Regions from separate parts of the Mus musculus genome. Here all the other regions are linked to region 5. Evidence: chromatin contacts called from public HiChIP or PLAC-seq and capture Hi-C data. All regions are on one chromosome and are shown on one strand. The core of a region is the stretch at or near the end of the contact, and the rest is flanking DNA. Distances in the headings are between cores, read along the strand shown.

The links. HiChIP or PLAC-seq counts read pairs in DNA pulled down with a chosen protein or histone mark. Capture Hi-C pulls out chosen DNA fragments and counts their contacts.
Region 1: a contact with region 5 is called in an H3K4me3 HiChIP or PLAC-seq map of stem cell-derived neural progenitor cells, with 7 times the contacts expected there. The contact joins the promoter of Oc90 here to the promoter of Adcy8 in region 5. A contact is called at or near these places in 7 of 39 promoter capture datasets (the 3T3-L1 cell line, the HPC-7 cell line, embryonic stem cells and 3 more), 1 of 484 Hi-C or Micro-C datasets (embryonic stem cells) and 2 of 115 datasets of contacts at active chromatin or transcription factors (embryonic stem cells and stem cell-derived neural progenitor cells).
Region 2: a contact with region 5 is called in a capture Hi-C map of embryonic stem cells, with 6 times the contacts expected there. The contact joins the promoter of Efr3a here to the promoter of Adcy8 in region 5. A contact is called at or near these places in 6 of 484 Hi-C or Micro-C datasets (cerebral cortex and embryonic stem cells), 15 of 115 datasets of contacts at active chromatin or transcription factors (SST interneurons, astrocytes, craniofacial prominence and 9 more) and 2 of 9 other capture datasets (adipose tissue and embryonic stem cells).
Region 3: an H3K27ac HiChIP or PLAC-seq map of embryonic stem cells shows a contact between it and region 5, with 12 times the contacts expected there. The contact joins the enhancer-like site here to the promoter of Adcy8 in region 5. A contact is called at or near these places in 6 of 39 promoter capture datasets (the C10 cell line, cranial neural crest, hippocampal neurons and 3 more), 7 of 484 Hi-C or Micro-C datasets (the HL-1 cell line, cardiomyocytes, embryonic stem cells and 2 more), 13 of 115 datasets of contacts at active chromatin or transcription factors (astrocytes, cardiomyocytes, embryonic forebrain and 5 more) and 3 of 9 other capture datasets (adipose tissue, embryonic stem cells and liver).
Region 4: an H3K4me3 HiChIP or PLAC-seq map of neural tube shows a contact between it and region 5, with 6 times the contacts expected there. The contact joins the enhancer-like site here to the promoter of Adcy8 in region 5. A contact is called at or near these places in 11 of 39 promoter capture datasets (3T3-L1-derived adipocytes, the C10 cell line, the HPC-7 cell line and 6 more), 2 of 484 Hi-C or Micro-C datasets (both in uterus), 7 of 115 datasets of contacts at active chromatin or transcription factors (embryonic basal ganglia, embryonic forebrain, embryonic hindbrain and 4 more) and 1 of 9 other capture datasets (embryonic stem cells).

Annotation. Positions count from the first base shown.
Region 1 is chr15:65,908,450-65,913,749 of GRCm38.p6, reverse strand. It overlaps Oc90 (otoconin 90), which reads left to right and starts at 1,463. Exons shown (of 15, transcript NM_010953.2): 1 at 1,463-1,511; 2 at 4,698-4,790. The coding sequence starts at 4,745.
Region 2 is chr15:65,784,603-65,789,622 of GRCm38.p6, reverse strand. Efr3a (EFR3 homolog A) reads right to left here and starts at 2,603. Exons shown (of 23, transcript NM_133766.4): 1 at 2,377-2,603. The coding sequence starts at 2,386. It overlaps Gm41339 (a long non-coding RNA gene), which reads left to right and starts at 2,580. Exons shown (of 3, transcript XR_875389.2): 1 at 2,580-2,746. It overlaps Gm41338 (a long non-coding RNA gene), which reads right to left and starts at 2,026. Exons shown (of 2, transcript XR_875388.2): 1 at 1,242-2,026.
Region 3 is chr15:65,854,329-65,859,610 of GRCm38.p6, reverse strand. Efr3a (EFR3 homolog A) reads right to left here. Exons shown (of 23, transcript NM_133766.4): 15 at 4,821-4,982; 16 at 4,064-4,195; 17 at 3,022-3,089; 18 at 2,020-2,147. Among named protein-coding and RNA genes, the nearest start is that of Oc90, 55 kb to the left of the region's middle. Within about 2 kb of position 3,475, at least 3 of the 459 cell types and tissues checked have an H3K27ac peak or open chromatin away from gene starts, as enhancers often do. A contact at or near this core is called in embryonic stem cells, where this site is marked.
Region 4 is chr15:65,556,677-65,561,936 of GRCm38.p6, reverse strand. No RefSeq gene overlaps it. Among named protein-coding and RNA genes, the nearest start is that of Gm23907, 140 kb to the left of the region's middle. Within about 2 kb of position 3,671, at least 3 of the 459 cell types and tissues checked have an H3K27ac peak or open chromatin away from gene starts, as enhancers often do. A contact at or near this core is called in neural tube, where this site is marked.
Region 5 is chr15:64,917,914-64,923,579 of GRCm38.p6, reverse strand. It overlaps Adcy8 (adenylate cyclase 8), which reads left to right and starts at 1,284. Exons shown (of 18, transcript NM_009623.2): 1 at 1,284-3,428. The coding sequence starts at 2,475.

The DNA.
Region 1 (5,300 bases), core at 214-2,713, 990 kb before region 5:
TGGAAGGAGAGACAGACAGACAGACAGACAGACAGACAGTCAAAGAGCCAGGAACAAGATCTGTCTGGTAGTAATTTACTAGTCTTTCTCTAGCTAGGTCCTACTTCCCAAAGTTTCTTGAAAATAGTGTCACTAGTTGGGGACCAAGTACTCACCACATTTGCCTATGGTGGAGCACAGTTCATACTGAAACCATAACATCCTTTTACAGGCTAAGTTCATATTTAAACCATAACATTCTTTTACAAGCTATGGGAGAAAAATCTTCTATTCCTCTGCAAATGTCTAGAACTTCCCTCCTAGGTAGATTGTTAATGCCTTCACATCATTTAGTAGCAATGTTCTTGAGATCCACAGAGGATCAGTTTGGCTGTTTTGAGACCTGTGTCCCACTGACTTGACAGCTTTAGAGACAGTAGCTCATCTGCGTTTGTTGAATACGACTTAAGCAAATATAGCTCCGACCCTCAGTGCATCTGAGTGACCTAATGGCCAATACAGACAGAAGTTCTAACACACAAGGACAACTTCTTATGTGGAGAAGCCCTTCAATGTGGAGTCTTCTGGGAAGACTCCACTGACCCTGACACAGCCATCTGACTAGTTCTGCTCCTTCAAGAGCCTCAACCTCAGAGGATTCATGGCCAGGCTGACTTGATCTGTGTCAAATGTGATAGCATATGTGAGATGGGATAAATACCTCTGTAAACACTTGCTTCTCCATTCTCTCCCCCTAAGATTACACAAACATCCTGCTGTGATGACTGTAGAGACAAGGACAAAGTCCTCATTACCACTGGTGGCACACTACTGGAAAGGAAAGTGGTCTACAAAGAGTTATGCAGAGAAGGGAAGATTCCGAAAAGCCCCTAAAGCTTTTTTAAGTGCATGGATGACCTCCATGTAGCAGACATGAAAGCCAAGATGGAGCTCAGTGGGACTGGAAGTAGAACCTAGGGAGTTTAATTATAAAGCCCCCATTTGACTGTACCCCACAACTTGGATAGAAAACTATAAAGGAATGAGAAAGCAAATCCCCATGTCTAAGCAGGGACTTCTAAAGAGTCACTGTCGTAATGACTAGGCAAGACAAAGCCTGCCTTTTTCCTAGCAAGGGAGCCTGTGACTTTCAACATCTTTCGGCCTCCAGAGTTATTCCCTTGTGATCCTCAGACATAATCAGAGAGTCTCTGAGACATTGAAGTGGGGTGGGGGGTATGGAACAAGGCAGCCATTGTTCTTTAATTAGAGCTCGGGTCTCCTCAGAGGGCTCAAGATGGAACTGTTTAATATAAAGCCTTCACCTGTGCCAAGGCATGGCATTATGATACCTCCTCCCCTCCCATGCAGCCCACCTGCCAGAGTGCATGAAAAGCTCTTGGTATGAGTCTGAGAAGGTGCTCACATGACCAGGGGTCTTTGACTGAAATATAAAAGACACTGTCCCCATTTCCTCAAAGCCAAGCAACACTGGATCATTCAACAGCCTTCGAGTGGAGCTTCACTTCACGGTAGGTACCTCCTCCTTGTGATCACATAACGAGATAGCAAGAAGAGAGTGAAGGTGGAATGGGAAAGGAGAAGGAGGCAGGGTCAGATAGATGGAAGAAATAGATTAAGGAAGACAGATATGGGTGGGAGACAGGAGAGAAGGAAAGAGGAAAGAAAAGAGAACTAGATGGCAGAAGTGGATGTGTGAAAGAGGGAATAAGGAGAGAAGAAAAGATGAGAAGGAAAGAAGGGTCAAATCTTTAGCACTGTGTGATTCCTGGATGGTACTTAGGGTGTTGCTGAACTCCAAAGCACTCTGGGTCCTGGTAGAAGGAGATGCAGTGCCAAGTTGACAACACTTGCTAAACTGCACTAGGAACTCCTTTGCTCAACCTCCCTACCACACACACCACTTCAGCAAGGGCCCCATAAATCTGTGGGTCAACAACTGTGTCTAGGGTGCCTGCAGTGGATCAGTGGACTTGAGGATAGAGTTCCTACTTGGTAACTCATGGCAAGATTCTCCTGGATCAACTCCAGGAGTCTCAAACTGTTACTCATAAAAATGAGCTCCATCCATCCAGCAACTGAGCCTGGAGGATCCAGGCCAATTATCATGGTCTGGTTCCAAGATAGCCACAGGATAAGTCAAGTAGCCACAGGATAAGTTGTCAGAAGGTGGCCTTGATTCTACTGGGGGATGGCCACAAAGGGCAGCCTTGGGGTACAAGATATAGGCCTCCTGACTAAATTGTAACAACAATCAGGAAGCTAATTGTTTTGGATCATGCAGCTGACCAGACAGGTGAGGGTAGAATCCACAGAGCAAAGGCTTAGATTGGATTGGTTAATGGTTTGAAGCACAGACATTGGCATTCACATTGCTTCCCTTGTGCCTGTCCATCGTTTAAATACAATTTGGCATGTTGATATTTATATTGTTTTTTTTATTTTTAAGTCTTAAGGTTTTGTTTCTGGACAGTGCATGGAGCACGTTTGGTGGGCCACCTGACACAAATCGTGATCCAATTAATGCAAGGAACAAGATCCATAAATTTATAACCTAGTTAAAATAGTATATTAGGATATCTATAACATATACAATATATGTTATATATATATATATATATATACACATATATATATATACATACACACACATATATACATGTAAATTTACCATCTTGTCCATTTTCAATGGACAGTAGTGTGAAGTAAATTTTTGTTTTTCTATCATCATTTTCACTGTCACTTTCAGAAGTGAATATGTCCCCTTCCCAAACTGAAACTCTGTACAAAGCAACCTCCCCACCACTCTCCTCTCTTCTCTATGATAAGTTATTTCTTAAAATAGACTAGTCGTGGATCCATGCCTTATGTTTCAGTGACTTTTCTTATTTGCGCTCCCATAAATTCTAGGAGGTAGAAGTCAAGTAGCCCTCAGCCTAAGTAGCCTGAGATCAAGGACAGTGGGGGGAGTACACTCCTGAGACCTGGGTCAAAGATGGCAGCTCTAACTGGTACCCCTACTTTATCAAGGGCTTCAGCACAAAAAGGGGACAGGATGAGCCTTTGGCTACAGTGTAGCCAGCTGCTGCAATTGCAATCCCCCTTTTCATGAGCAGCTTCTGTAGTTCAGTTATCACAGTTTGTGGGTGGAGATTAACTCACTTGGGCCCTGTAAGAGCTACCAGGCAGGTGCTACCACAGTAACAGGGAGTCAGACACAAGTGGGACCTGTGTGCCATAATTCACCAGCCTCCAAGCTTTGAAGGCTTCATCTTAAAAAACTTGCAATTTGACTAAGATGATGCCCATGCATGGCCCTTCCAAGTTAAGAAACAGTGACCACAAGATGCTATAAGTGCTAGATGGTGACTGCATTGAAGTCTTATGAGTTTTGATTTTCAAAAGGGTCTTCATTCCCCTCCTACTGAGATGCCTTTGCCGCACACTAATAGAGGTCCTTAGCACAGCCCTTTGGGAGACTTGTCTCATCATCCGTTCATTTCAATCTGGCTTTAGCCTGAACAGAAGGCAATCAAGGCTGGCTCTGCAAAGAGCCAGGGGAGCTTGTTGGACAGCAAGGGCTCTTCTGTTTTAGGAAATGAATACAGTAGAGCATTGTGCTGAAGGAAAATCAGATAGCAGTCAGTGACTAGAGGGCGCTCAGTCCAGTCAGATTTTTCAAGCATTCACTCCTTGCTCTTTCTTTCATATAATACCCATCCATTTTGTAGCCACCAGAGGCCATTCTAGAGACAGGTTTGTAGAGAAGCCACCTTGCAGTCCACATGTCTTCTCACTCAGAGTAAACTGAGTTTATGGGCAGGGTGACTGCAGCATGACAACCCCTAAACTGTGGAATACCTCCTTTGCCTCTAGAGAAGCACATTATAAAAGTGTTCTGCAGAGGGCACACTTGAGAGTCTAGCCTAGTTGTTTGGGGGTTTCTATATGCCCTCTTGGCCAAGCTCCATTGTGCAATGCCCAACATCTACAAATCTATCCAGCAGCCTGGAACATGCTCTATTGCCATTCAAACGATGTCCTGAAATCACAATCTAAAGCACAAATCAACCAACCATTTCCCACTGTTTAGGGGATTATAACTAGGGAGAAAATTATCCTAAAATCCCTCTGATCTCCTGCATCCTATTAACTATACAGTTGTTGGGCATTAGGGTGCCTATTGAAGTCAAATACTTGGTGATCTGAACACAAGAAACTATAATAAAGCGTGGCAGGGTTCCAGGACTTTTGTTCCCACCTTGTTCTTTTGTCCCTGGAGCAGCCTCTGAGGATTATCCAGTGATATACTAGGACAGCAACCAAATAACCCAGATGCTAAAAGACCAAGAAAGAAAAGAAAGGTTGAGATGCTGTGTGAAGGGGGGGGGGGGGGCGTAGAGGTGAAGCACACAATTTGTTGGCAGGCAGCACCACCATGTGGTCACCAGATTTATTCATATCTACGGTGGTGTTGACAGGGTTCAAACCCACCTCCCTCATGCTAGATCTGCTGTAAATGCTTATGAAATAAATGAGGGAAAGCACAACACACTGCCATGTCTTTGGGGAGAACATGGCTACCTTACCGTTTTACAGCTGGATAAGCTGAGTCACCCTAGGGAACGCGAAGCTTCTGCTGATTCTCATGTGGGGTTTTTAAAAGCATCCTTGTCATGTTTTGCTGGCTCTCCCAGGAAGCTGCTCTAGCCTATGCCTACACCTTGTCCTCTGCACTGCCACAATGATTATGCTGCTCATGGTCGGTATGCTGATGGCCCCCTGTGTTGGTAAGTACTGCCTTTCCAGGTTAGCATTTGATAACCTCACAGGGATGCAGTGATGTTCTCTTGTCCTCCAGCTGACTTGTTCATTAGATCCTCTTCATTCCTCTGCCCAGTGAGTGAAGGGAACCAAACATCAGTATTAGGCTATAGAGTTCATGTTAATTATTTCAAACCCTGCTCAGAAAAATCCCAGCATAGAGGGGAAGTGGGCACTCAGCCCCAACCTTTACCAAGACACTATTTGCAATTGATTTTTATTGGGAAAATCAATTTCTTCCAATGTTGTGGCAATAAGCATATTAACCACTTCAGACAGGTCCCATGCCCAGGAGTAGCTAGCTAATGAAATGCAGGCTCCATGATTTTGTTGTCATTGTTATTGCTACTGTTGTTGTTGCTTATATGTGTGTATGTGTTTGTGTGGTGTGTGTATTGTATGTGTGTAGTGTGTGTTGCATGTGTTGTTGTATGTATGTAGTATGTGTGTGATGTGTGTAGTGTGTTTTGCATGTG
Region 2 (5,020 bases), core at 1,354-3,853, 860 kb before region 5:
AGACAAATAAACATTATCCATGCTCAATGAAGATATTGGGTAAAGGGGCCAAATATGTGTCCAAGTACTGGTTCTTCTCTATTTATGACCTCAAGAAGCCATCAAAACTTACTAAAACCTATACATGGTGTTACACATCCACAGCCCTTTAGCAGTGGCATAAGGATCAGAAGCTCTAGGATAGCCTGCTCTATATAATGAGCCACTGTCTAAAACCAAAATGAAATTGTGATTTAAAAAAAAAAATCTGTGCCTCTGCCTCCTGATCTTCAAAAATAAAAAGATTGGATTAAGAAACCTCAACTTTCCTTCCAACTCAAAAGCCTTTGAAATTAAAAGTTTAACAATAGTCTAGGTTTGAAAAAAAATCATCTAATGAGAGCCCTGATGTCAGCCAGCCAACTACAGACTAAACACAGAATGACAAGGACAGGAGCTGTTCTGTGCTGGACCTTTCTTGCAGACATCCTTCTAGTTGCTTCCTCAAGGAGTTCTTGGCTCACTAAACAACTCCAACTAAACAATACTCCTTAGGCACACACTTGCTTGGCCAGCGTGGCTCCAGCATGTGAAGGTGGCTTCTGCTATCAGTGTCATTTCAATTCCAAGTGAACAACAAAAACAACAATAGAATGATTTATCTGTGAGCTGCTTGCAGAGTTCTAGAACCTAGAGATTAAAGCGATCCTCTTTAACCCTTCACTTTTGTAGAAAAGCACTGCATTTCATTAGCTAAAACACTTAACGGTTAACTGGCTGAGCATCTAAATAACGATTTTTTTATAAAAAATTAATTTCTTTTCCTAAAAGCACCCATAATACCATACTACAGTGACTGACTGTGTCACAGTCTCTGCTTATACATTTAGTCTACTTTAGACACGGGGCATCTAAGAAGCACTCCTGCCCACTGAAGAATCTCGGACACCTTGAGGGCTCTGACCATCAGGAGAAAAAAAGCAAGAGCTACCATTTCAGAGCTGAACTTCTGTCCACATCAGTATCTCCCTTTGATTCCAGGTGATGCACAGCAACAAATTGACAGATAAGTCATGATCATTTCTCTTGACCTCCTACTCACGGTGAGCAATCTGACACCGAAGTTCATCCAAAACTCACTGGACACAGTAAATAAATCAAACATCCTAAAAATGTAACTATCAGCATCCTCTCTAGGAAACTAAATGCTAGCACATAACTAAAAGCTCGATGATTTTGCAGAATTTTAATGGGAATTTTACCAAGACAGTCCATATGCAGTCTCATCTTTTGATGTCCTTTATCTTTCTCCCCTTTCGTTTCCCAGAAGATTGGCACGGTGCTAATTCCAAATAGTCAAATAATAGAACATGAGTGTAAGGAATAATAAAACTGGCAATAATGATCATGAACAAGATAGGCAGAGAATATACCTCCAGGCTGGAGGAATCAAGCAGAAATGTAAAGTAAGAAACACAGAATAACGTGCAAACAAAATAAAACACACTTGGTATTTGAGGGGTCAAAGTGACCTTTACATTATGATGAAAGGTTTGACACAGCTATGAGGCAAACCATTCTAGTATTCAGAAAGAAATCTTTACCCAACACTAGAAGAAATTGTGCATTTGAAGCTGCCTAGAAATCCCGTACTTATGTCTACAGAAACCATGCAGGGCTAGTTAGGAATTCCGAGAAAAACATTCACAAGTCTTTAAAGATTCTATGGCAAGACACACTTACAAGAGCACTACTTGCAAAGACCCTCAAAAACCCATAACCAGCATCAGCCACCCAGTTAGCACGTAATCAATGTGAGCCACATGATTTAAAGCCTCAGCGTGAGTATCTGGGTCACTCTTAGCAACTGTGTAGTACCTTGTAGTACAGTGTCTCTCTCTCAAAGCCTCGACTACCGGGGTCATCTCGAAACCTATCGTCCCTCTGGGACAGCCGGGATGCTTGCTATGAGTGGAGCCCGGGTCCCACCGCAGGCGGGCAAGCCAAAACCGCGTCCAAGTCAGCCAAGAAGTAGTCAGACTGACACACTTCGGGGCAGCCCGGCCTCTGGCCGCAGGGAGGGCTGCAGCCTGTCCCTCGGACCTAAGTCCCTCAAACTAAGGCAGCACAGGCCTCGACCTTGGGGCCACAGTCGAGTGGGCCCGCGCGGCGAGTGGACCAGCCCGGGCTTCCCGGGTCGCACTGGTCTCCGTTACCGCGCCGTCACCGCGGGCCGCCGTCAGTTCCCGTAACGCTCCCGCCTCAGTTTCCCCGAGGGTGCACAGAGATCCCGCGCTCCCCGCCCACGGGACGCTGAAGTCTAAGCGAAACTAACTCAGGGCGGACCGGCGCTTCCTGGAGGCGCTGCCCGCCCGCCCGGCCTGGCCCGACACTCACGGGTAGGCATGGCGACCCGAGTTCGCCGCGCTCGCCGCCGTCCCGGGACTCAGAGGGGAAGCGCGAGCCGCGCCGACCGCAGCATGACTGCGGAAGCCCGGCCACGGACGCCTCGTCGGGGCGGAGGACGAATTGCCGAGAGAGCGGACGCCGACCGGGTACAGCGACCACCGGCCGTGATCCGCGCCCCGTCGACGACGCGGTGGGCCGACCCACGCCCGTGACGTCAGCGCGTTGCCGCTGGGAGGCTCCGCCCCCAAGCGCTAAGCTCGGCCCCCAAGCGGTGACTGCTTGGCTTGGCCCTTACCTGCAGAGTGGGCAGCAGGAAGGCTGGCTGTTTTAACTCCAAGGTCACTTTAGGACTGTGAGGGTAAGGCCAATAGTCTTGAGTGTAGTGACTTTCCCCAGGCTCCCGTTCGGATCTATTTAACTGCCAGATTTGTGTCGGAAAGCCCAATGCTTTTGAAATGCACTTGGGTTATCTGGGGTGATAGTTGAGCATTTTCTCTGAGGACAGAAGAAAATGTCATTTCTCCTGGGGCTTCCCGTAACTTTCAAAGTGAGACAGTCCTCAGGACTTGGTCTTCTTCTTTCGAACAAGTTCTGAACACTTGGCTAACCCTGTTCTTAGCTCTGGGTATCATTAATATTCTACTTGATGGGTCTATTGGGAATCACAAATCTGGGTCAACCCTAGAGCCAGGGCATCTCTAATGTGGGCAGTACACATAACATTGGCCAGACACCATACTCTGGCCACAGCCCCTTTAGAGAAATAAAAGCAATGTCCAGAAGTCCAATACTGTGTTTCCAAAGTGGCTCATTTAAGAGACATGGAATTCTGCTATAGAATTAGTAATGAGTATATTACTAAGTCCTGAGCTAATGCTGCTGGATAGCATATGGGATGATGTAACTATACACTTTGGTTTGCAGACCTATACCCTGGAGCGTAGTGCCAACTTTCTGCTTAAGAAATAAGATTGTGAAGTCTGAAGAGGAGGAGATAAAGAAGATGAAGTAACCAGGAAGGCCTGAGGGCAATTACTCTTTGAGTCAACTTGGAATAAAACAGAATTTGAATTAGCAAAGGCCTTGGAGGAAGGGGGGGGGGTGTGGAGAATAGAAGCAATTTCTCGAGTGAGTCATAGAAACGAGTGAAGGGAAGTACACGTAAGAGATGTGAGACTTGTCCCTTGCTGACAGGGAAGGACAAACCAGCAAGGATGAAGCCCATACTTAAACAGGTTCTGTGATCGTAGAGTCGTCAATCTGACAGAATCTGGAATTACCGGGGATGCAGGCCTCTGGGCATGCCCGTGAGGATTATCTTGATTAGGTTAATTGAGGTGGGAAGACCTGGACAGCATAAGTGCCAAGAGACAGCTCAGCAGCAGAACACACAGAGCACTCGGCTTCCCAGCAGTACAGTCCACTGCTGCTACATCTTCACCAGAACTGACTGCAACCTTGAACTGTGAACCAGAAGAAGCCCTTTCTATGAGATTCAATATGGTGGGGTGTGCCTTTGGTTCCAGCCAGAGCAGGCAGCTCTCTGTGAGTTTAAGGACAAGTTGGATCTGTATATAAAGTCTCAGGCCAGCTAGGGCTACACAGTGAGATCCTGTACTAAAAATCAGCCAAACAAAATAAACACTTTCTCTCTTAAGTTGCTTATATCAGAAAATTTATCATAGTAACAGAAAAAATAACTTAAGCTCCAGTGAAGTGTGACCTCTAAATTATTTCCTCGTCTCACTTGTCTCCCCGAGACTTTCACTACCTTTGTATGCCTATACTGTCAGGTTTTACCCTTGTAATATTAATGATACTGTTGCAAGCAATGATATTCTGCCACTGGGATACCTAGTTTTAAAGGAATAGAAAAATGTCCATACTTATAAGTAGGAATACAAATGTACATTGTAACACCCGTATTCTTGCCTGGCAGATAGTGGTGATCCAGAACCCATTAATTCAATAATTCTACACACTGTTGGCTCTTCTAGTTTCATATTCTCAGACTTAACCAAGGTTAAATTGAAAATGTATAAGAGAAAAACCACCATTTTTATCTGTGATGAGAGCAAAGAGTTGTATTCCTTATTTTTCCTAAATAATATAATATGACAACTGTTCACATAGCATTTACATTGTACTTTTTATAATTAATCTAGAGATAATTTTAAAGTATTAGGAAAGATGCATGTATGCTATATGCAAATGCAGTGGTGTCTTGTATAAGGCACTTTAAATCTAAGCAATTCTGTATTCAAGGGAGATCCTGGAATAATCCCTCTAGATAAGAAAGTATGGTTCTATTTATTCAAGTGCACAAAAACAGTGAAGGTAAAAAAGAAGGAGTTAATAAGCAACTTTGTGTTCAAGCTCTGGATTCATTACTTAACAAACTATTCTATGCTCATTATTGGAGAAATAGTATCAAGTTATCAGTAACAGAGGACTGAGGCGTAGACTGGCTGCCTGGTAGAGAAATCTTGGTGGTAAGCAGCCACTTAGGAGGCATCAATACTGGTGCAGAAACAACTTTTGGGTGCTTAGCACTGCTTAGCTGTAGAAAAAGAAAGAGCCAAATCTTGACTCTGAAAAAGAATCCCTGGGATTCGTTGGCTGCTGAATAGGA
Region 3 (5,282 bases), core at 2,226-4,725, 930 kb before region 5:
TACCTAATAAGAGCAATGTCCAGACACACCTTTATAACCAGTACCTCTACAGAAGCCTTTGTTTAGAATAAGAGTTACTTTAGCATTTAGCAACATTCCCTTTGGAACTCATTCAGCATACACTGTGGTTTCACTCCACATCCTCATTATCCGCTTTAAGAATTACTATAATTGCCCCACTGGTTGTCATGTTAAAGCCAAGTAATACAATGGATCAAACTTCTGTCCTATACAGCTAGAGTAATATTATCAAAGTCATTCAACCACCTGTGTTTTGGGATTTAGGGGAAACCACACTTATGAAGGAAATACTGTAACCTGACTATGAAAATCAGAACCTCTACCTACCTTGCTTGCTTTGGGTTCTGTTTGCATAGAGCTACGCACTAATTATATTATGGGGCAGTCACGACTAACTATTGTAGATAGAGCCTTGTCTGGTCGTCATACAGTGGTATGCAGTTCACACTGATGCATTCACTAGCTTGACTGAGAAACAATGCAGGGTCAGCCAATACTTGCTCGGACACTAGTGGTTCAGCAGTATCGGGCAGACCATCATTATTTCTCCAGGGCTGCAGAGTTGTTCACATGGCCTCCCCATGAGGTTGCAATCTCTCAAGACAGTAATCAACCTTAGCACCCTTCCATTACCATCTTCCTCACTGTCTGACATACAGTGAGCCTACTCCGTTAGGAAGCACGGCAAAGCAGCAATCCTGCTACCGCAGCCTTCGGGGTGCTGGGATTATTAGCATATGCCAGCATGCCTGACCTTCTGCTAATAGCTTAGTATTTTCATGTTCCCAAGAAATGGGGATCAAAACAGCAATTTGGATCATTTTGCAGTCAAATGTTTACCACTGATCTTGCTGTCAGGTCTAGAGTTGTGCACGAACTGGATTCATGGCCATGAGACTCAAAGATGCTCCTGGCTGTCTTGGATCATTCTGAATGCCTGCCAATCTTTGATCTCATTAAAAGTCAGTGAAATAATATTATTAAGCACTTCAAAGAGCACACAGACAGCTAAATTTAGTGTGCTAGCTAATCAAATTACTTACTTTCAACCTCGGTATCTTAGTGTGGAAGGGAGCTAATGCCGTATTGTTCTTAACTGCTCATAATTTTTAAAATCAATAGTAGACAACTGTTTCATAAGAAAAAAAAGTAATAACTGAGTAAAACTGGGTATGCCATAAAAAAAAAATCACTCTTAAGACTCCTACATGATACAAGGTCCACACACTAGGCAACTTTAAACATCAACTTTATAAATGGAAAACATCTATTTATACTTTAGGATTTCTATCCAGCCATGTAACTAATTATACCCTGAGATATTCAGAGTCCTCCTGAGCCATGATAAGGAGGCACTGTGAAAGAGAATGTAGCTTGTTCTGAGGGAGAAGGAAATAAAAGAAGCAAGGTTACATGTGAGAATAAGTACAAGACCTTTTACTATGAACTGCAGTTAAGGGAGCAGGGGAGAGGAAAGATGGTAAAGTACTCTACGGGATAAGGACAGAGCAGGACGACAGCGAACGACAGGCACCTAAATACACAGTGCAAGGCTCCATTTTCTAAACACTGCATCCAGGGAGTGCTTTCCCTACAGGACGGGCAGGCGACACCAGGGGGAGCTATATAGCTAGTTACCTTTGTACTTCTGCTTGGGTTTATGAGGCTTTGGGCCTGAAGAAAAGACAGCTAAATCCAAAGTAAAATTATTTAATCTTTTAAATGCATTTAAAAAAAAAAACAAACAAAAAAAAAACCTTAAATTACAGAATTCTTCTATGGTTTTATTTTTTGCTTTTTTGTCTTTTAAATGACAAATGTGAAACTTGGTTATTTAAAAAATATTTCATTTTGCTTATTTAAGAAGTATTAACATATTAAACTTACAAATGAATGAATAATAGATTAAAAATAACAATAAAACCAACACTTAATTTTCCTACGTATGAAAGGATTGATCCTATCTCCATCTTTAATGCAGTACTTTACTGGACATACCTGTCACCTGTGGCACATAAGGAACTGTCAGCCTCTCCACACTGTACCCGCTGCCACCCAGGGACTCCGCAATCTTGTTGGTCAAAAAATATAAATTTTTGTCATGTTTCTCTAAAGATTTCGGAAGCCTGTCAAGTTGATCAAAACAACAATCATTCAATATTGATTCCTGAACAAGATTAGGTAAGACAGCAAGGATTTCTACGTTGAAAGATGGAAGTATAAGCTCCCTAGAGATTAGAGAGAACACATGTGTTTTAAGTGAGCAAATCCCTGGTGTCAGGACTCGTCTTTCAGTCATGCATCACTAGTAAACTTAGCCTTGTCACTCTGCTAATGTCTGAACATGACTCAACATTAAAGGATGGACCACACTAAGCTCAGGTTTTATTTTTTCACACTAAGTAAAATATAGAGGAGAAAAAGTGAAAACGGAGCTGAGTGAATGCAAAGCCCAGAGCCACGGAGGACAGGAAGCCCATGTGTAGGCACAGGAGGCCCATGCTCTCTTCCCACTGGGGCGTTTTAGCCTATGTTGGTGCTTCCAGTACTGAGCCTCTGCTCTTAGAGCCCAAAGTGTTATCAAGGCCCAGCTTTCCCCCTGTGTGACACAAGGAAGATGGATAACATGAACTTGCTTTTACTGCTGTCCTGTAGTTGGATGTGTTGTTATGGTATTGGAAACCTTCAACAACAAGATTGAACAGAAGTGTTCATTTACATGAGAACACACACCAAAACAATGCTATAATTAAGAAATATATTACCACATTTTACAAAGTAGGATAAAGTTGCTATTTTCAGGACTATGTGTATATCTACATCTATAGAGTGCAAGTACTTTATAACATAAGGGAAAGGTTATATGGATTAAGTGACAGAAATGAGACAATCAGGATAATAATGAACCTAGAACAATAATTAATCCTTTGTAATCATTATAAGCAGACTAGTTTATATATTCTCTCTCTACACTCCTTCATACATAAAGAATTCACATACATGCATTTATCTCGGAAAATATGCTCTGGTAGAAAATAAGGGGCTTCCATAGTTCGAGTTTCAATAACCTGAAAACAAGAAAAAACACAGAGCAAAATTAAAAATAAAAAATCTTCTTATGACATTGCAGTGAACATTTACAGAATATCTAAGAACAAAACTGAAAAAATACCTTTTAGCACTACAAGTCTACCTCTGCATTCATACTCATTTTGTTTTCACATAACACTAAAGAATCATCAGCTATCAAAAGACTGATAATAAAATATACGAAGTGAAAAACAAAGCCTTACAGTTACTTAAACATACTATGAAGAAACAGAGCATGTGGCAAAATAATACAGACTTATTTTAGAAATCTTTTCAAGAGCTCTTTTTTCCCTGTGTGCTGGCTCAGTAGTTGCTCCTAGTTCAGAGCCCTGGGAAGGGTGGCTCCCCAAAGGGTCTGATTACTTTAACAATACCCAGGCCTCAAATATGCAAATGAGTTCTAAGTGAATGACCTGTTAGAATGCACCAAAAACCTACATTTAGCAAAATGTGCTACAAGTTCTCTTAAAAACCAAGGCTCTCCGACCAAGGCTTTCAGGGTGCATGTTCCCATTACACTACGCTCAGGACTCTGAAATAGATATGAAATCATGTCAGTCACTGTAATGGCCACTGAAGAAAGTTAAACGGTGCTGAAAGATGACATAATTCAGAGGCATATTAACCATCCACCTCTAGCTCTAACGCAACAAAGAAGTAGAACTGAAGATGTCAAGATTCACAATGGCTCAACGTGAAACAGGAAAATACTCTATTCTATACAACAACAACTTAAAAGCTGTTGCAACCCAAATATGACAACATTAACCATACTTTTGATTTAGAACCTCATATTTTCACAGAATCAATCCATCCATTCATCCATTTATGTATGTATGTATCCATCCATGTATCTGTCCACCCATATGTCTGTCCATTTATCTATTTAACTACTCAGAAATTAGCTGTTTATATACAAAACTAGGTTTAAGAACTTTTCTAAATCTCTCACCTTGCTAACATGCTGGCAAAATGCTGGAACGGCTATCATCTGACTCACAAAGTTGAGATAAGCTGCAACCAGGGCCATGATCCCACAACGATGAAACATTGACAGGTTATCTTCATTGATAATTGCACTGTCCTTAAGTAGAAAACAAACACATTTGAAAGATCAAGTTCTCACACTGCATCATCCCCTCAGTGATTCCACTGGGACACTGAAGATAGTCTAGATAGCTGACATTAACACATGGTGGCTGTGCAAATGCACTACATGCTGCCCCTTTATTACGTAAGACTCAAATCCAACTAAACAGTGCCACTTGCTGGGCTGGAGAGATGGTTCAATGGTTAAGAGCACTGGCTGCTCTTCCAGAGGTCGGGAGTTCAATTCCCAGCAACCACATGGTGGCTCACAACCATCTGTAATGGGATCTGATGTCCTCTTCTGACATGAGGGTGTACATGCAGATAGAACACTCATATACATAAAATAAATTAAGAGATAATTTAAAAATTACAAATACATAACAATTATTAAAAACTATCCTTTCCAGTAGACCGGAAGTTAAGTACAAAGACTTTTTCATCAAGTGCTGAAAGGTTTTAAATGACTTTAGTACACAGCTTATATTCACTGTAATTGAATCTATAACCAAAAACCTTGCTAATCAAAAATCAGGTTCATAAATAATCATACTTTCCTATAAGTGATATTTATTTCACTAAAAAGAACTTTTCTTCAGTGGAATGTTATGAAAGCATACCTGTAAAGCAATGGCCAGTCGAATGAGGTCAATAACCACCTCTTCATTGGCGAGCTCAATAGTTATCAGCGCCAGAGATGTATAAAGAAGCTCATAGTTTTTCTGAACATTGTCCTCCTCTTTGCAGCCCAGATATATGTGCCTGTATAGCTGTTGCCCATTCTGAAAGATACAGAAAAGGTCATTTTGTATGTTAACAATGTAGTACACAGAACAGCAATGACGGCACAAAGCAAATTGGTGTTCTCTAGAGCCTCTGCATCATTTAAAACTATTACTCAGGAATCCCCAGTATGGGACGCCATGGAGAAACGGAACTGTACAGCATAATGCACGAGCAAGCATAGTTGCAGCAGAATTACTAGTGGTATCCTAAGAGGAACAAACCCAAATATCAGTCAACAAATGCATAATTTGGATCATCTTACACCACATATAATATAATATGTATGGTGTCACCAA
Region 4 (5,260 bases), core at 2,422-4,921, 640 kb before region 5:
TAAAAGAACCTCTGGTGGAATCACCATGCTCGACCTAAAGCTGTACTACAGAGCAATTGTGATAAAAACTGCATGGTACTGGTATAGCAACAGACAAGTAGACCAATGGAACAGAATTGAAGACCCAGAGATGAACCCACACACCTATGCCTAAAACCATCCAGTGGAAAAAAGACAGCATTTTCAACAAATGGTGCTGGCACAACTGGCTGTTATCATGTTGAAGATTGCGAATTGATCCATTACTATCTCCTTGTACTAAGGTCAAATCTAAGTGGATTAAGGAACTCCATATAAAACCAGAGACACTGAAACTTATAGAGGAGAAAGTAGGGAAAAGCCTCGAAGATATGGGTGCAGGGGAAAAATTCCTGAATAGAACAGCAATGGCTTGTGCTGTAAGATTGAGAATCGATAAATGGGACCTCATAAAATTGCAAAGCTTCTGCAAGGCAAAAGACACTGTCAATAAGACAAAAAGACCACCAACCGATTGGGAAAGGATCTTTACCTATTCCAAATCAGACAGGGGACTAATATCAGCCTGCTTCCTTATGCCACCCAAAACCCATAGGGGTATGTCATCCTTTAGTTGGTTAGGCCCTCCCACATCAATGATTAATCAGGAAAATGCCCTACAAATATGCTTACAGGGAATCTGCTGGAGGTATTTTCTCAGTGAGGTTTGTCTCCCCAGATAACTCTAGCTCATGTCACTAGCTGATGAAAAACCAACCAAGACAGGGAGGAAAAAGTTTATTTATCTTATATTTCCAGGTCACAGTCCATCACTGAGGGAAGTCAGGGCAGCGACTCAAGGAAGGAGCTTGGGGTGGAAACTATGTTGAGTGCTGCTCTTTGATTTACTCTCAGGATTTATATCCCACATTCACTTGCCTAGGGAGGGCACCATCCATAGAGGGCTAGGCCCTCTTACAACCGTTATTAATCAGTCAAATGTCCCATAGTATCCACAGACCAATCTGATGGAGTCAACTCCTCAGTTGAAGTTCCTTCTTCCTAGTGATGTCAAGTTGACAGCAAGTATTGTTCAGGGAGTAGGTATTAATCCTTTTAAATTCCACTTGTTATAGGATGGATTTAGAATCTGTAGTTGCCTGAATGAGCAGTGTCCACCAGGCTCCGGTAATTGAATACTTGGTTTCCAGTTGGTGGTGAGATGTGGGAGGTGCTCCAGCCTTGCTAGAGAAAATATGTTACTAGCAGTGACCATTGAGATTATACAGCTTCGGCCCACATCTCTTTCCCTCTTTGTTTTGTATGTGTGGTGAAAGATGTAACTTCCTCACTTCTTGCTCTAGCCTGTTTCCATGCCTCACTTGCCATAATGGACTCACCGTCTAGAAAGTAAGCCCAAATGAAATCTTCTAATCAGTAAGTTTTAAGAGTTCCTTCATATCGTAGATAATGGTCCTCTATCTAAATATATCCTATAATTATTCTTCTTAGTGAATGCCTTAACCTTTTATCTATAATATTTATTTAACCAAATGAGCTGTGCATGCTAAAACAGATAGTGAGAGTTTCCAACTTTAAGATCTCAAACATACCATTTAAAAAATGATTTTGAGCTAAAACCCTTGCCATACTCCCTTTTATTAATAATTGCATACATTTGTAGTACTTTCTTAGATACTTTGTTAGAAACAATGAACGTAAGGGCAAGGATTGCTGTGTGTTGCTTTATAGTACGTTCTCAGAATCAAGCATATTTTATCTCCCATAAAATTAGCATTAACAAACACAAGTGTGTCTGGAAGACTGAATGAGTATATGGGTTTGGCTGCACTGCAAAGAATTTAGTGAGTTGGCCCTGTTGCATTTGACTGCACTGTTAATTACCATGTGGCTATGCTAATTTATTATTGCCCAAAATTTTGCATTATTTCCAAGTTTCTACCAATGTAGAAAAGGGTAATAGGGGCATCTTTGTATTGCATGCAAACATCCCTCCACATTTTCACTTGTCTCCATAGATCACTATGATAAAACAATCCTTGAGCCAAGAATGCTAGAGAAACTAATATTCATCACACAGAGTCTACGACTTTTATCACAGAGATTGGCTCATTTTCCCAAAGACACTTGAGATCTTCATTCTAAGGAAGGGTACTCAACCTATGGGAATCATTATCATTGCATTCAAAGGAAGTGCATTAAGAGCCTCTGAATTAATAGAATTTAAAAAAAAAACTTAAAGCTATAGGCTTATCTCCCTTGAAAAAGAGGATTTTGATTTGAACTTAAAGGAAGTACACTGGATGACAAGCTGAGATCCATAGTGAGTTTGACAGTGGAATAGGAGGTCCTTAGCCATCCTTCTACATGATAAATGAAAATTAAGCATATGTACTTAAGGGCTCTGGGGGACTCGCTCATAAAATACTGATAATGAATGTAATTTTCTGTCACACATTCTAGACATTAAGTTTTATGCTTCTTCACATAAGGAACATCATATATATATATATATATATATATATATATATATATATATATACACACACACACACACACGTGTGTGTGTGTATGAAGTAGACTGTTATTGTTTCCACTTTAAATATTAGTAAATGAGTCGTAGTCAAGTTGAGTAAGCTTCCAAGTGTCCTCTGTTAGTAAATGAATAGGGATGAGAAGGTAGGAAGTCTGAAACCATGCATCTGTCATGGGGTGAAACTCATAGTCAAGTTGATTTTCTTTAAAATGCATTCAATGATAGCCACAGGCATTATTTTTTTCACAAGGAACTAAGCCGGTTCTGTATTAGAGGACAACCACCCACAATTCCTTGCTCTTCCAACCATCTAGGTTTTTCTTAGCTAGTTGTGAACTGACTAATGTGAGAGTGTACTATCTTCCAATCAATGGAATGCATTTCTCTTATTGGTGGGGTCACCACTCTGAAGTCAATTGCCCATTTGCAAGCAACCTACTGGGAGATTCTAAGCAGTCTTTTGTTTGTTTTGACCTAGTGTCTTACTAAGTGGCTTTTGTAGATGGAGGACTGGGCCCTGCCCCTTCCTTTCTGGGTCCCTTGAAAAGATATATAAACTCATGGAAACCAAAGGAATATAGAGGTGGAGAGATCAGCTCAAGGTCACAGAGCTTGGGAGAGTTGACCTATGGTTTTGAATTCAGGGACATTGTGACATAAGATTTCCTCCGGGATCATAACAGTGTAATGTTCTTTTATGGATGAGAAAATAGAGGTCCGTATTGTAGAAGCTTCTTCCAGAGCACTGTCGTAAGTTGAGGGCAGATGACCCACTTTAGAACTCTTCCTTTGATACTGTTCAAGCCTTCTCAGGTTTTGTTCTTGAACTGTTAAGCTTTTATTCTTTTCATTCCAAATAGGTTCAACCATGAAGAAAGTCAGGATCATTTTTCATTGTCTCTCTTTTATTTATGTTTTCAGGGAAGGAGAGTTAAAAGGAAAGTCAGTAGTCTGGAAAATGAAACATTCTACTCTTGCCTCTAAACATGACCTGGCCAAGTTGTAACTCAAATCATTCTTTATACTCTTTGGTCATAAATCCTTTTAAACTCAGCTGCCATTAAAATTAATGGGAGAGCGCTATCTGCTCTTCACCTGCAGCAAATCAACCAAGGAGGCCCCTGGTCATAGCCCCTCCCTGTGTTTCTGCTGCTCATCTGAGGGATGCTGACTCAGTGACTTTACAAAGGGTTTCCAACCTTCGCTCTCTGCAGCAGGCTGCTTTGCCCCGGTTCCTAACAGGTTGTCTTCACTGCCTCAGCTCTTAGACCATTTTTGAATGTGAGAGAAATAGAACTTGGCATTCCTCGTGTGATGTGGAGAGCCTGACTCAGGAATCAGCCCTCCCCCTCCCCAGTACTACTACATCTAGCTTGCAGTGCAACCATAGCTGAGGAATTTCACCTCCTACGGCCTTGAATTTTCTTATTCATAAAACTGAATATACAACACTGAAGCCACACTTTCTTGGCACTAGAGAGCATATTGCTCTTTTGGCTGTACCCAAGGACTGGCTCTAACTCTAGGCTACTATATTTATACCCAATGAACTTACTCCTGTTTTGTCTCACATTTGAACAACACAATGGCTGGACCTGTGTCTTAGGGTTTCTATCACTAAAGCAAAATACCATGACCCAAAATAAGTTGAGAAGGAAGGGATTTATTTGGCTTATACTTCTGTATCTCCTTTTCATCAAAGAAAGTCAGGGCAGGAACTCATGCAGAGCAGGAGCCTAGAGACAGGAGCTGGTATAGAGGCCATGGAGTTGTACTGCTTACTGGCTTATATATCATGCATCATGGTTTACTCTGCCTTCTTTATTATAGAGTCCAGGACCACTAGCCAAGGGATGGCAGCACCCACAATGGTCTGGATCTTCCCCCATTAATCACTAATTAAGAAAATGCCTTCTAGGCCAGCTTACAGCCCAATATTGGAGGCATTTAAAAACATTCCATATGGTACCCTTCATAGTGCCCTCTCACAGAGCCCATTCCCTGCCCTCTCCTCTTCTCTTCTGAGAAGTTCGGACCTACCCTGGATTCCTTTCCACCCCCACACATTTTCTCCCACTGAGGTCATTCCTGTTGGGGGAATGGATTCCATAGGCAGGCAACTGCTTTAGGGACAACTAAGCTCCAGTTGTTTGGGGACCCACATGGAGACTGAGCTTCACATCTGCTACATAGGTTCTGGGGGTCACAGTCCACCCCCTTTGTGCTCTTTGGTTGGTGGTTCAGTCTCTGAGAGTTCCCAGGAGTCCAGATTAGTTTACTCTGTTGGTCTTCCTGTAGATTCCCCTTCCCCTTAACTGTTTCATAAGATTCTACAACCTACTTTCAGCATTTAACTGTGGGGTATCTGCACCTGTTTCAGTCAGCTGCTGGGTAGAGCCTCTCAGAATACAGTTATGCTAGGCTACTATCTGGAAGCATAACAGAGTATGATTAATAGTGTCAGGGATTGGTGCTTGCCCATGAGATACGTCTCAAGTTGGGCAGGTTAGTCGTTGACCATTCCTCCAGTCTCTGCTCCATCTTGGTCCCTGCGTTTCTTGTCGACAGGACACATTTTGGGTTAAAAGTTTAGTGGGTGGGTTCATGTCCCTATTCCTTCACTGTGGTTCCCTTGGCTATAAGAAGTGGGTTTTTCTGATTCCATATCTTACGCATCTTACCTAAGGCTACCTGCATTGACTCCTGGGAACCTCCCCTACCCCAGGTTCATTCTCCTGGCCTTCT
Region 5 (5,666 bases), core at 35-2,534:
TGGTGAGGAATGATAACACCTTAAAGGACTTTCCCCTGTTCTTTCTGGATGCTCTATGCGAGGCAGGTGACCTATAAGACTTGGAAAGAGGAGTCAAAACACAGGTTTCTGGGGCACAGTCGCTACAAATAACCCTGAGAATGGTTTGGTGTGGATGGGAGGAGGGCGCTCTGGATCCTCAGGGAAAGCTGTTTTTGCTTAGGACCAAAAGGAGCTAGGAGTTTGCACTAGAAGAAGGCATAAAAAATCGCCTTCTCGGGGTTGGGGTCGGGGGAGATAGGGTGGGGTGGGGGTTGGGAATAGTGTCCTGGAGACCGCTTGGCCAGGTCATTTAGGCTTTCATGGGACGCCGCGGGGTTGCGAAAGCGCCCAGAGCCTGACGTCATTGACCATCAGCTGACTGTGTTCAGGGCCCGAGCTTCACTGGCTGCAGCCGCAGTCGCTGTGGCAGAGGTGTTGATTTCCACCACCTGCAGAATGGGGCTCCAGACTGGTACTGCTACCAGATCCCTGAAAAGCCAGACTCCAAGGACCCCGCTGGATTGGATGCTGATGCAAGAACCGCTGCGGGGCAACTTGGGTTTTGACCGCGACCCTCAACATACCTAGGCAGGCAGGAATGCTGCCTCCAGGAGGCCCCTGGAAATGCCTTTCCGAAGGTCCTCCTTCGCACCTTTCTTGACAGCCCAGTCAAATTTAGTATTCGAAATATGCAGACCACGCCCCCATCCTAATACCCTCTACTACCCAGACCCCGGGAGCAGAGAAAAGTAAAAGGCTGCCCACCGCTATGAGAGTGGCTTCTTGAGAGGATTTTAGTTTTAATCTGAAAGTTGGCATTAAATACACACACACACACACACACACACACACACACACACACACACACTACATCGCTCTCGAGTGGGGAGGGCGGAAATGAGCCCCTCTAGTGCGCGTCTCTGGTCTCAAAGAGTTCGTGGGCAAAGCGGCCTACGATCCTGGCTCTGCACCTGCCAAGGGCAGGAGCCAGTGCTTAAAAAAGAACCGCGGAGGAACCAGCGGGCGCGGCCAGCTGGAGCGCTCCACCGCAGAGCTGCCAGGCTCGGGGCTCCAGCAGCCCGCGCTCGCTCGACCCACCGGTGCGGCCCTTCAAGACCTGGGGCGTCCTGTGCAGATCTGGGTGCCTCCGTGTCCCAGCCCCCACCCCTCCCCCACCCCCATCCTGGGTTCCGGGGGCGTGGTTTGGCGCGGGGGCGGGTTTAAGTCGCCGCGGGTGTCTGACCGCTCTGACAGGTCTCCAAATTCCTCCCAGGCTCCGGTCCCGCTGCGCGGTTCCGAGCGCCCAAGTAGCCCCGCGCTTCCCTGGATCCGGAGGCGTCTCATCGACTTCCACTCGGCCTGGAGCCTCTTCTCGCTCAAACCTTTCGCCTGCCGCCTCACCCGCCAAGGCTCGTTTCTCAGGCTCAGGAATCCGCTCCTGTGGCTTCTCTTCGAACTCAGCTGTTGGCTTTATTACCCTTCCCACTTGTGCTTTCCTCACACCCCCTGGGGTCTGGCAGGCCCAATGGACTCCAAAGAGCGAAGTGAAGGGAATGGGAATTGTGTGCTGCGACCCATCAGAATCGCTACTAGCAGCGGTGACTTAGTCCTGTAGCGGAGGCTGGGACCCTGGGGCTAGCAGCGCCACGATCTTCCTTGAGGAATGCATCAGTCCAGAACCCGCGCTGCCAGTATTTGCTCTGGAAGTGGCCACAATGAGGAAGGAACCGAAGAGAGAGCTTCATTCAGCACACCTCCAAATTAACTGTTTGGTGACTTGTTAGTGCTAAGGCTACCACCTTTCTCCTGCCCTCCCGCGGGGCGCCCTGCCGCCTCACCATCACCCACACCTCCTGCCTCATCGCGCCCGCCTCCAGCTCCGCCCCGGCTCCCCATGCCGGCGCAATGGAGTTATCCGAAGGGCGATGATTGCCGCCACAGCTGCTAACTTAGCACCCATCCTAGCCATCGGTTACCCTTGGCCAGCCTTTCTGCAGCCGCCGAGACGTGGGCGTCCAGAGTCCAGTGCCGCAGCCAGGACCCGCCCGACGCGCAGCAGAAGCGCGGCGCCCAGGCGCCTCTTGGAGAAGGAAGACTGCGCCAAGACGCTGAGCTTAGAGACAGCCAGGGGGCTGGAGCGCAGAAAGGGACAGCGTGGCTCAGAGCGCTGAGGATTTCGCGGACAAACAGCCACCACTTTCACTGCGTATCCAAGCTGAGCTGATTGGCGGGAAGGTGGCTTGCCAGTACACAGGGGTCCGCTGCATTCTACCAGGAACACCTTGCTCCTGGGCTCACTATGACTTGACCTGTGGGGGCCCTGCTCAGGGCTCCTGCAGTCGAACAGCTTAGGAAAGAAGGGATCGCTGCCAAGCGGCCTTTGGGTCTTTAGGAACCCCTATCACCAACTGACACAACCAGTGTCTGTGCCTCCCTCCCCGCGGACCCAAGCCATGGAGCTCTCGGATGTGCACTGCCTTAGTGGCAGCGAGGAACTCTACACCATCCAACCGACGCCCCCGGCCGGCGACGACGGGAGCGGCTCTCGGCCGCAGCGGCTGCTGTGGCAGACGGCGGTGCGGCACATCACGGAGCAGCGCTTCATCCACGGGCACCGAGGCGGCGGCGGCGGCGGGGTCTCCCGCAAAGCCTCGAACCCTGCGGGCAGTGGACCCAATCACCACGCGCCGCAGCTGTCTAGCGACTCGGTGCTGCCTCTCTATTCTCTGGGCCCCGGAGAGCGAGCGCACAACACCGGTGGCACCAAAGTCTTTCCGGAACGCAGCGGGAGCGGCAGTGCCAGTGGCAGCGGGGGCGGGGGCGACTTGGGCTTCCTACACCTTGACTGTGCCCCAAGTAACTCGGATTTCTTCCTCAATGGAGGATACAGCTACCGAGGGGTCATTTTTCCAACCCTACGCAACTCCTTCAAGTCTCGGGATCTGGAGCGCCTCTACCAACGCTATTTCCTGGGCCAGAGGCGCAAATCGGAGGTAGTGATGAACGTGTTGGATGTACTAACCAAACTCACCCTTTTAGTCCTGCACTTGAGCCTGGCCTCGGCTCCAATGGACCCTCTCAAGGGCATCCTGCTAGGCTTTTTCACTGGCATCGAGGTGGTGATCTGCGCCCTCGTGGTGGTCAGGAAGGACAACACCTCCCACACTTACCTGCAATACAGCGGCGTGGTCACTTGGGTGGCTATGACCACCCAGATTCTGGCAGCAGGCCTGGGCTATGGGCTTCTGGGCGACGGCATAGGCTACGTGCTTTTTACACTCTTCGCCACCTACAGCATGCTTCCCCTGCCTCTCACCTGGGCCATCTTGGCCGGCCTGGGCACATCTTTGCTGCAAGTCACCCTTCAAGTACTCATACCCAGGCTAGCGGTCTTTTCCATCAACCAGGTAACTCCTGCTTGCACTTGCTTTTCAGCTCCACTCCCATGGGTTGTTTAGAAATAACTTCTAGAGAGCTGGGGAGGGGGCATTCTTGTAAGTTTGCTTCCTTAGCTTACTTAGGCTTTGTGCGTCTCGGGGGGGCTGGGGGGGGGAGTCAAGGCTCATAATAACTGAAACAAAACGGCTAACTTTACTCTTCTACTCTGGCTGGTAATTGTCCTCTAACATAAGCCTTTCCACTGACACCCAAAGTCTACAGGACACACAGAAGAGGAGAACTGCCTAGATTTGAGCTGTGGCGCTTTGCTAACTCACAGCAGATTGCTGTAAGGGTTTCTTCACTTGGCTTTCTGCTTGGCTTGTTTCTGAATGGATTTCATCTTTGCTAAACATGGAATTGCAGTGCTGGGTGCCCTCCAATAGGTCCTCCCCATCGTTCTCAATCCTATGACAGGGATTTTATTTGGGTAATGTTAGTGCCCTTGGGGATCTACCGTGGTTTTGTCTCTGATTACAGTGCCCAGCCCCTGATCTCTGAATAAATAAATACATAAATAAATAGGTCTCAGGAATTTCAGGATGGCAGACTCTTGGCAAAGAATATAAGTTTTTATTAATTAAAAGAGACGCTTCAATGTAGATGTCTTTAATGAAATACTTAGATGAAGTCTCCAACTCTGTCACTCTCCTTTCTCCCTTTTCCTCTCCCTCATTAAATATGAATGTGCTTATGTGAACAAAGTTCACGTTGTCTCTGGCTGGGAAGGTAGACAAAGAATCTGTTGTTTAAATTCACTAAAACCAATTGATAATTAATGGCCTGACACTTTGTTTAACAAATATCTGGTACTTAGCAGGGAGAGTGGGTGTGGGGGCTTCTCGTTTACAGAGGGAAACATCAACAGACTCAATTTTGGAAGAAAGCAACTGTGAGGTGCTTGGCTAGGGGCCGTTTTGTATGCATCTGTCCTGCTCTCAACATCTCTGCTTACTCTTGTTGTATTGGATTGATGTTAAAACTCTTCTAGTCATGTATAGTGGGCAATCCCACTGCAAATGACTGATGATCTGCAGATCACTAGCCCCAATAGAAAGCTTTTCCCATCATTGCCTTCTGGGGTTTAATTGGATTGGGGGTCTTTTTCCTTTCATGTTGGCTGTGTCTATTTGCTGCGGCTGCTTATCTGGTTAGTTGGTTGACTGTGCTCTTCAAAGTGTCTCCTCCAGGAAAAGCTAAGAGTATCTAAAGCATGTAGCTGGGATCATTGGGCAGGAAACAGGGAGATAAGAGCCCTGCTGAGAGCTGGGTGGGTGAACTTTTCTGCACCATAGGCAATGGTGACTATTCTCTGGAAAATATCCCAAGCTTTTAATATTTGACGCATAGTAGAGTGTCCCTTGAAGAAGGCCTTAAGGCCTTTGCCTGGGATTGTATAATATTATACAGTGTATAAGCTGTGCACTTCAAATTCTGTGGACACAGATGTCTGAACCCCTAGCATGTAAATCTACTTTCTCCCAAGCACCCCTGTTCTTTTCTTCCTTTTCTTTACTATGTTTCAATGTCAGCAAATCATTGCTTTCTTCTTTTGCCCCTCCCTCTTGTATCCTCCTCATTTGTCTCCTGCTTCTCTCCTCCTTTTTGAAGACCTAACTCGGTCTGAGTTGTTCTCACAATCAACCACAGATATCTGATGTATACAGAAAGACTCATTTACAACCTACTGCCTTTCAACAGTAGCCTTACTTGGTACACATTACTGAAAGACCACATAAAATATGCTGGGGTAGTATTTAGAAAAACACACCCTAAGTGTCAAATTATGAATGTCTTCAAAGTTCTAAGTATAGATATGTTTTTCTTGCCAAGTGAATCCAGCAAGCAAATTCTGGCTCCATATTTGTTTGATACTCTACTCAAATACTACCAGATGGGAAAAGATTAAAAATAACCCCCAATGTCTTCCCACTCCCATCCTATGATAAACAGTTCCCCACTGTGAAAACCAAGACCCACGACATGTAAACTAAGCCTTTTCGCCTTTCTGTTTGGGACAGGTTATTGGTTTAATAGGATTTCATAGGCCAAGTACCCTTTCTGCCACAGTGAAGCTACCTGGGCCATAGGATTCTTCAGCTTGGGGCTGCAAGTTCCTTTAAACATTTTCCTTTGGCGCCCCCTAGGGGTGCAAGTTTCTTAGAGCCTGCAGGAAAGTGGAGGGTTTCTCTCTTTTCTAAACCCCT